Regions from separate parts of the Sus scrofa genome. Here region 2 is linked to region 1. The links are chromatin contacts, called in public Hi-C maps. All regions are on one chromosome and are shown on one strand. The core of a region is the stretch at or near the end of the contact, and the rest is flanking DNA. Distances in the headings are between cores, read along the strand shown.

The links. A called contact is a pair of places that touch in the nucleus more often than the background predicts.
Region 2: a Hi-C map of omental adipose tissue shows a contact between it and region 1, with 2.0 times the contacts expected there. The contact joins two enhancer-like sites. A contact is called at or near these places in 1 of 5 promoter capture datasets (liver), 21 of 47 Hi-C or Micro-C datasets (adipose tissue, alveolar macrophages, brain and 12 more) and 1 of 2 datasets of contacts at active chromatin or transcription factors (skeletal muscle).

What each region holds. Positions count from the first base shown.
Region 1 is chr1:14,923,088-14,926,727 of Sscrofa11.1, reverse strand. All of the region lies in intron 2 of AKAP12 (A-kinase anchor protein 12), which reads left to right. Among named protein-coding and RNA genes, the nearest start is that of ZBTB2, 66 kb to the right of the region's middle. Within about 2 kb of position 1,912, at least 12 of the 83 cell types and tissues checked have an H3K27ac peak or open chromatin away from gene starts, as enhancers often do. A contact at or near this core is called in omental adipose tissue, where this site is marked.
Region 2 is chr1:15,300,330-15,303,969 of Sscrofa11.1, reverse strand. The region is part of intron 7 of MTHFD1L (monofunctional C1-tetrahydrofolate synthase, mitochondrial); the gene reads left to right. Among named protein-coding and RNA genes, the nearest start is that of MTHFD1L, 28 kb to the left of the region's middle. Within about 2 kb of position 2,034, at least 6 of the 83 cell types and tissues checked have an H3K27ac peak or open chromatin away from gene starts, as enhancers often do. A contact at or near this core is called in omental adipose tissue, where this site is marked.

The sequences.
Region 1 (3,640 bases), core at 663-3,162:
TGGCAGACCCAGCTACGTTTGGATAAAAACATTAACATTTTGTAATCTATCATATTCCTTAAAAGTTTTCTTTTTTCTTTTAAACCTCTAAAGGAAAAGAAAACAAATCATGCTATTATCGTGTAATCTCGAAGTATTTGGAAGAGTGAGAAAAGAAAGCCGATCTTGCAGCTTTTGGACCCACAAGTGGTTGTTGAGTTTTGTGGAGCTTGCGGGCAGGCTGTCTGCATGGGGAGCAGGATCCAGGACAGGACCTTGAACCTTTTGGGATCATGGATCCTTGGAGAGTGGGGAGGTGGGGGACTGTATTTTCACAAGGAAAATGTATATTCGCCCATACACATGACAGATCTCTTATGATTGATATTATAAATTGGGATTAACTGGACATTTATCTGCAGATAACATAGTTTAGTAGATAACTTCTACGTGGAAAAAGCTTTGACAGGTCTCTGCCAAAGTAGGATTTCTATCCATGAAATGTCCAAGTTTTGGTTCTTTTGACATCACGAAAGATATAACTATTCATTTGTTCTCGCATGTATTTGATTTCATTAATATTCTGTAGTGTTTTTTTTTTGTTTGTTTTGTTTTGTTTTAGCCTGGAAAGGGCTTGTTAAGCTGTTTAATATATTCAGCAACTCAGATTATTCCTGTTAAAGATAAAAGTTTTCCTGTAATATCGTAACTGAGGATAGTTTGCTTTTAAAAATGAAATTACAGTGACAGAAAGTATGTACTGCCAGCTGTTGCTTTTCTTCTCTGTTTCACTCTCCATACTTTTTCTTTACGGAGACTTTTCATTTGTCTTAAAAAAAAAAAAAACCATAAAGACCAATAAAATGCTTACTCAGGGCCTTTGCTGTGAGGAGACAACTTCAGAAGCTGCACTGTCACTTCATCCTTTATCCTTCCTGCATCTCTGAAGCTACACGTTCACCCTTAAAGACCTTCCTTCTAGAGCACGTGCAGAAAAATTAAGGGCGTGAAAGCACTTTCCATGTCATCTTTAAATCTTTTTTTTTAATTTTCCAAGTAATGTTTCCAACAGATAGACCCTCTCTCCAAAAGCAAATGATTAGAATATTCTCCCAGAAAGAGGGAAGAGAGGAGTTCCCGACCTGGCTCAGTGGAAACGAATCTGACTAGCATCCACGAAGACGCAGGTTCGATCCCTGGCCTCGCTCAGTGGGTTAAGGATCCAGCATTACCGTGAGCTGTGGTGTAGGTCGAAGATGCGCCTCGGATCTGATGTTGCTGTGGCTCTGGTGTAGGCCAGTGGCTACAGCTTCAATTCAGGCCCTAGCCTGGGAACCTCCATATGCTGAGGGTGCAGCCCTAAAAGGACAAAAAAAGGGGGGGGGGAGAAATATTTGGTTTCTATGCTGAGGTTTATTTTTACTTATTTATTTATGCTTTTTTTTTTTTTTTTTTTTTTTAAGGGCTGTACCCGAGGCATATGGAAGTTCCTAGGGTAGGGGTCCATTCAGAGCTATAGCTGCCAGACTACACCACAGCCACAGCAATGCGGGATCCATCCGCGTCTGCCACCTACACCACAGCTCATGGCAACGCTGGAATCTTAACTCACAGAGGAAGCCCAGGGATGGAACCCGCATCCTCATGGATGATAGATTCGTTTGCGCTGTGCCACAGTGGTAACTCCAATGCTGAAATTTATTTATGAAGCAAGGCTTGCATGATGTTGCTTCCAGTCCTGGTTGTGAGTAGAAAACATGTTGACACAAAGCAAGGACCAGGTAAGACCGGGTTTGGGGAGCTGCTGATGGGTATGAGGACCGTTGTGTTGTAGTCTTTTCTCGCCCTTTGAAGTGTCCGTGGGGTGGGGAGAGGACCAGCGACAAGCAGGACTGCATCAGGATGAACGTATCTGCCGGTCCTGCCTCCTAGAGCCTTTCCCAGCCGACACCGTGACCGACTCCCTTTCCCAGCCTTTTGGCCAACTTTGATGCCTGGTGAGAGTGTGGAGTTTCTAGCTGAACAATTTTCTAGCCTCAGTGACTGTGAGTACCACGCTTGGACTTTACGTATGAGAGATTTGGGGGATGAACAGCAGCCTTCTGCAAAATGGCTGGATAATTCAGAGCCTCGCATGAGTGACCATCATACACTGTGTCAGAAAGGCCCACCCTAAAACCAGTTATTTTGCGGAAGGACTTTCTGGGAAGCAAGAAAGTGTATCTCCCAATCAGTGATGCTTAAATGAGAAAGCTTTTTGACGTGCCTCTTCCCATCGCTTGGGAAGGCATGTGCAAATTCCCGGGCCAGGGATCGAACCCAAGCCATGGCAGTGACAATACCAATTCCTTAATCTGCTGAGCCACTGGGGAACTCCTCCTCTTCCAATCTAATTGGACAAATCGGAGGCAGAAAATAACTCCAGAAGGAACTGATGTGTCAGACTCGAGCAGAGGAGGTTCTGAAGTCATGTAAAAGTGAAAGTCTTAGCGACCGCTGGTAATTGTGGGTTGTGACTGGATTGTGTCCTGCCAAGTCCAAACAGGCAAACACTGGACTGTCTTTCTGGGAAGGCCTCTCCACCATTGTCATCTGCCTCCTGGCACCAGCTGCCATGGTCCCTCTTCTCTGCCACCCCTTGTCTTTTGGCTGTTCTTCTATGCATTTAACAGCCACCTTCTTTGCTCACCAAGCCAAGATCTTTCAACTCCCTCGGAACCTGCATACAGACAGCACACAGAAGCACCTTTGAAAAGCGCTCTGCTAACCGGTAACTGGAACATGCGTGGGAAGGATCCTGGTCTGAGCTGAGAGGTTCTGCCTTCAGCCAGAACCTGGGAAACACGGGGGTGATTTTGCTGTGCTGTGTACAGTTGGGATGGGACAGCAGGGCGGGTGAGAAAGGGAGTCCCATCCAGAAAGAAGGGCTTGACCACATTTGACTTTAGCTTGGTCCAAAATGGGGCAAAAAGATCTAATTTTTATATGGGGCGCAAACAAAAAGAGAACAGATAGGAAGCTATCTCAAAATGCCCATTTTCCTCTTGAACCGTTTATGTTGGGAGTCAGAGAGGTAAAAACAGGTGCCACATGGCATTCGACCTCATGGATTTTGAAAGAGCATCTCAACTTTACATATTAATGGGTTTCTGCAGCATCTTGTGCTCTGGAAGGTCTAGGAAAGTCTGGAGGCTTCCAGTTCTGGAGAGCTGAAGGCTGCTCAATACTGCCCTCTTCTGATCAAAAACTCCTCCCCAGATTTGGACAATGATTTTATACACGTGCATGTGAGCATGAAAAATTGGACCCGGAGTTCTCTAGCAGTTAAGGATCCTGCATTTTCACCTCTGTGGCTTGAGTCAGTGCTGTGGCAAGGCTTTGATTCCTGGCCTGGTAACTTCTTCATACCACAGGCACCACCAAAACAGGGAAAATTTTGGACCAACAATAGTAGTCTAAAAACAAGGTGACAGAAAACTAAATTATGCAGCCACTATGTCATAGTTTTTGTTTTGTTTGTTTTAGGACCACACCAGTGGCACATGGAGGTTCCCAGGCTAGGGTTCAAATCGGAGCTGCAGCCACCAGCCTACACCAAGGCAATGCTGGATCCTTAACCCACTGAGCAAGGCCAGGGATTGAACCTATGTCCTCATGGATA
Region 2 (3,640 bases), core at 785-3,284, 380 kb before region 1:
CAGATGTGTACTTGGTGCTCCGTGTGGAAGTGGAAAGGCCGGTGGGTCCGTCGCATCATAAGGAGATAATGACATAGTGGGACCCGGCGTTCCTCATTGCACAGCTTCCAGTGCACGTCTGCGGGGAAGCAGAGGGGGGCTCTGGCTGAGAGGCCTGCCCATCGAAAGTGGAGGCTGAGGGAACCAAGCCAAAGTGAAACCAAGAGCTGGTGTCCCTGAGAGAGAGGGTGCCCTGCTTGGGCCAGTCCAGGCTCGTCCCCTGGTCCTCACCTCCGTAAGGGGACCACTTTCTTCCCTGACACCTGTTACCCAGAAGCCACTCCACCATCCGTCTTGTCGGCTCCTTCCAGGGGTGGTATTCTTTCGTACAATTTTGGGGAACAGTTAACATTGAGTTGTTTAAATAGAATTGGTTCCCTTCTCTATCAACCGGCCTAAATCTAAAAATAGCATATCTATTTTACTTTTTTCAATTTTAAGTTTTACCTTTAATATGAAGAAGATTTACAGTTGTTTTGATTTTAAATAAAATATTTAGTTACTCAAATATCTTAGAAAAATAGAAACCCCCAATTAAAACCTTAGTATTTTGTATAAATTCAAACTGCTCTGTGTGTGAATATATACACACACATAAGCGTATCTATTTTTAAATTATCTTTTTGTGTTTTGTTTTGTTTTGTTTTGTTTGTTTGTTCTTTGTCTTTTTGAAGCCTGCACCCGCAGCATATGGAGGTTCCCTGGCTAGGAGGTCTAATCGGAAGTGTAGCCTCCGGCCTACACCACAGCCACAGCAATGTGTGATCCGAGCCACATCTGCGACCTACACCCCAGCTCACAGCAACGCCAGATCCTTAACCCACTGAGCAAGGCCAGGGATCGAACCCACAACCTCATGGTTCCTAGTCAGATTGGTTTCCACTGTGCCACGACGGGAACTCCATCTTTCTTTCTTTCTTTTTTTTTTGTCTTTTCTAGGGCCACACTCGTGGCATATGGATGTTCCCAGGCTAGGGGTCTAATCGGAGCTGTAGCCACTGTCCTACGCCAAGGTCCATCTTTTTGTTTTTATGGCCATACTCATGCCATCGGTATGTGGCAACTCTGGATTGATTCTTTTAACTCACTGCGTGAGGCAGGAGCTGAAACCCTCACCTCTGCAGCCAGCCAAGCTGCTGTAGTCTCATTCTTAGCCCACTGTGCCCCAGCAGGAATTCCTAACGATAGACTGTGGATACTGTTATTCATAAAATCTCCATGCAGCCTGAACATGAAGACTTGAGATTTGCCTTTTAATTATTTATTTATTTATTTATTTATTTATTTATTTAGGGCCACACCTGCTGTATATGGAGGTTCCCAGGCTAGGGGTTGAATCAGAGCTACAGCTGCTGGCCTACATGCAGATCCGAGCTGCATCTAAGACCTACACCACAGCTCCCGGCAACACCGGATCCTTCACCCACTGAATGAGGCTAGGAGTCGAACCTTCGTCCTCATGGATACTGGTCAGATTTGTTTCCGCTGAGCCGCCCTGGGAACTCCGAGATTTGCCTTTTTAGAAGTATGACAGAAATCAGAATAGAGGACTGTATTTGATAGCTTTATAGTTTATGCCACTCTCAGTGTATCATTGAAAATGAGGAGTAGCCTTGCTGCTTTGCTTGGGAGCACCACGCCTAGGCTTTGAGATGCATCCTGCAGGTACATGGGGGGAGGGGACGAGTGTCTGGGCGTTGGTCCAGATTAACCACCTGCTCTGGAGCATCAGCTGTCCGTAAGCCGCAGGACTGGGTGTGATGTTTTTGGGTAGAGCTAAAGAATCAGCCTCCTTCTTCCCCCCAAACGCCAGCCCCTCCTTCAGCTGCCCTGGCCCCTGGAGTGGAGTGACAGCCCTGTGTGGGAGGGGCTCGGCTCGCCAGCTGCCCCGTGGGAATTGACCTAGATGTGGAGATGTCGTCTTCCTCACCCCAGTGAGTTCACTCTGGTGCCAAAAGCAAATGTTCTGCATTTAGCATTTACGAGGCGGAGTGGTGCCCTCTCCAGGGAAGAGAGGTTGACAGGCACCTCACGGCTGCGCTCAAGCCCCCGCGCCCGCTCCGCTGGCTGCAAAGTCTCTTCTGAATCTGCAGTTGGATGCAGCTGGGAGATGATGGCAAAACAGCCTCCAGCTGCGACAAATCGGGTCGGTCCCAGCTGCGTGTGTAAGAAATAACCCAGAAATAATGAAGACCGTTGTATGTTGTTTTTCTCAGAGGGTCTTGTTTCTCCTTCTGAGCACAGAGATGGTCAAAACGAGTAAGAATATAGGTCTTTCACACTTGAAGCATCAAAGGAGTCCTTTTTCATTTTTGAGCAAACTTATCACAGAGTTATTTCCAGTTTAAATCCAGTGCATAGTATGGCTTATACAAGGCTTCAAAACATGTATTGGGGAGTTCCATGGTGGCCTATTGGTTAAGGCTTTGGCGTCGTCACTGTTGTGGTTCAATCCCTGCCAGGAATGTCTGCCCGCCGAGGGCATGACCAATAAAAACAAAAAGTAAATTGGACAATTCTAAATATATGTATAATATGTATGAGATCCTGAAAAAATCATCTATTTTGCAAAGATTGGAGGGATATCCTAGCCTTTAAACTGGACTATGTTAGTAACTTACATGGATTTTTTTTTTTTTTTTTTTTGGTCTTTTTGTCTTTTAGGGCTGCACTGGCGGCATATGGAAGTTCCCAGCCTAGGGGTTGAATCAGAGCTGTTGCCACCAGCCTGTGCCACAACAACTCAGGATCTGAGCCATGTCTGCAACCTACACGGCAGCTCACAGCAACTCCAGATCCTTAACCCACTGAGCAGGGCCAGGGATCGAACCCATGTCCTCATGGATGCTCGTTGGGTTCATTAACCACTGAGGCACAATGGGAACTCCTATAATTTCTTTTTTTTTTTTAATGGCTACACTTGCAGCATATGGAAGTTCCCAGGCCAAAGATTGACTCCAACCTGCAGCTGGGACCTATACTGCAGTTGCTGTAGTTGGAATCTTAACCCACTGTGCTGCGGTGGGAACACCTGTATTTATAATTTCCATGATTTTTTCTTTTATTTATTTTCTATAGTTTATTCTTTTTTGTTGTTGTTGTTGCTGTTCTTTTATTTTTCTTTTAAATCCAATAGGGAATTAAAAATGCAGTTAACAAACCAAAAATACCAGAATACTGGCTTTTCTGGAGATCTTTATTTCTTTATATAGCTTGTGGTTACTGACTAGTGTATCTTTTCTCTTCAACCAGAAGGACTCCCTTTTTGCATTTTTTGTAGGACAGGTCTAGTGGTAACAAATTTCTCACTTTGGTTAATATTCAAATATATTAATTCCTCCCCCTTTTTTTGAAGTACAGTTTTTCTGGATCTAGAATCCAGTGGACAGATTTTTTGCTTCCAGCGCTTTAAATATGTCATTCCATTTTCTTCTGGCCTCCAAGGTTTCTGATGAGCATGATCATTCTTTTTAACCAGAGGACATGAGAGGGACCAAGGCCCAATACCTTAGCCTTGGGTTGAGTTCACTGTTGAGGCCACAGTTAGTAATCCCATAGGCAACCTCTTAAAGGTAGGAAGCTGTTTACTCCCTGAGGCCTT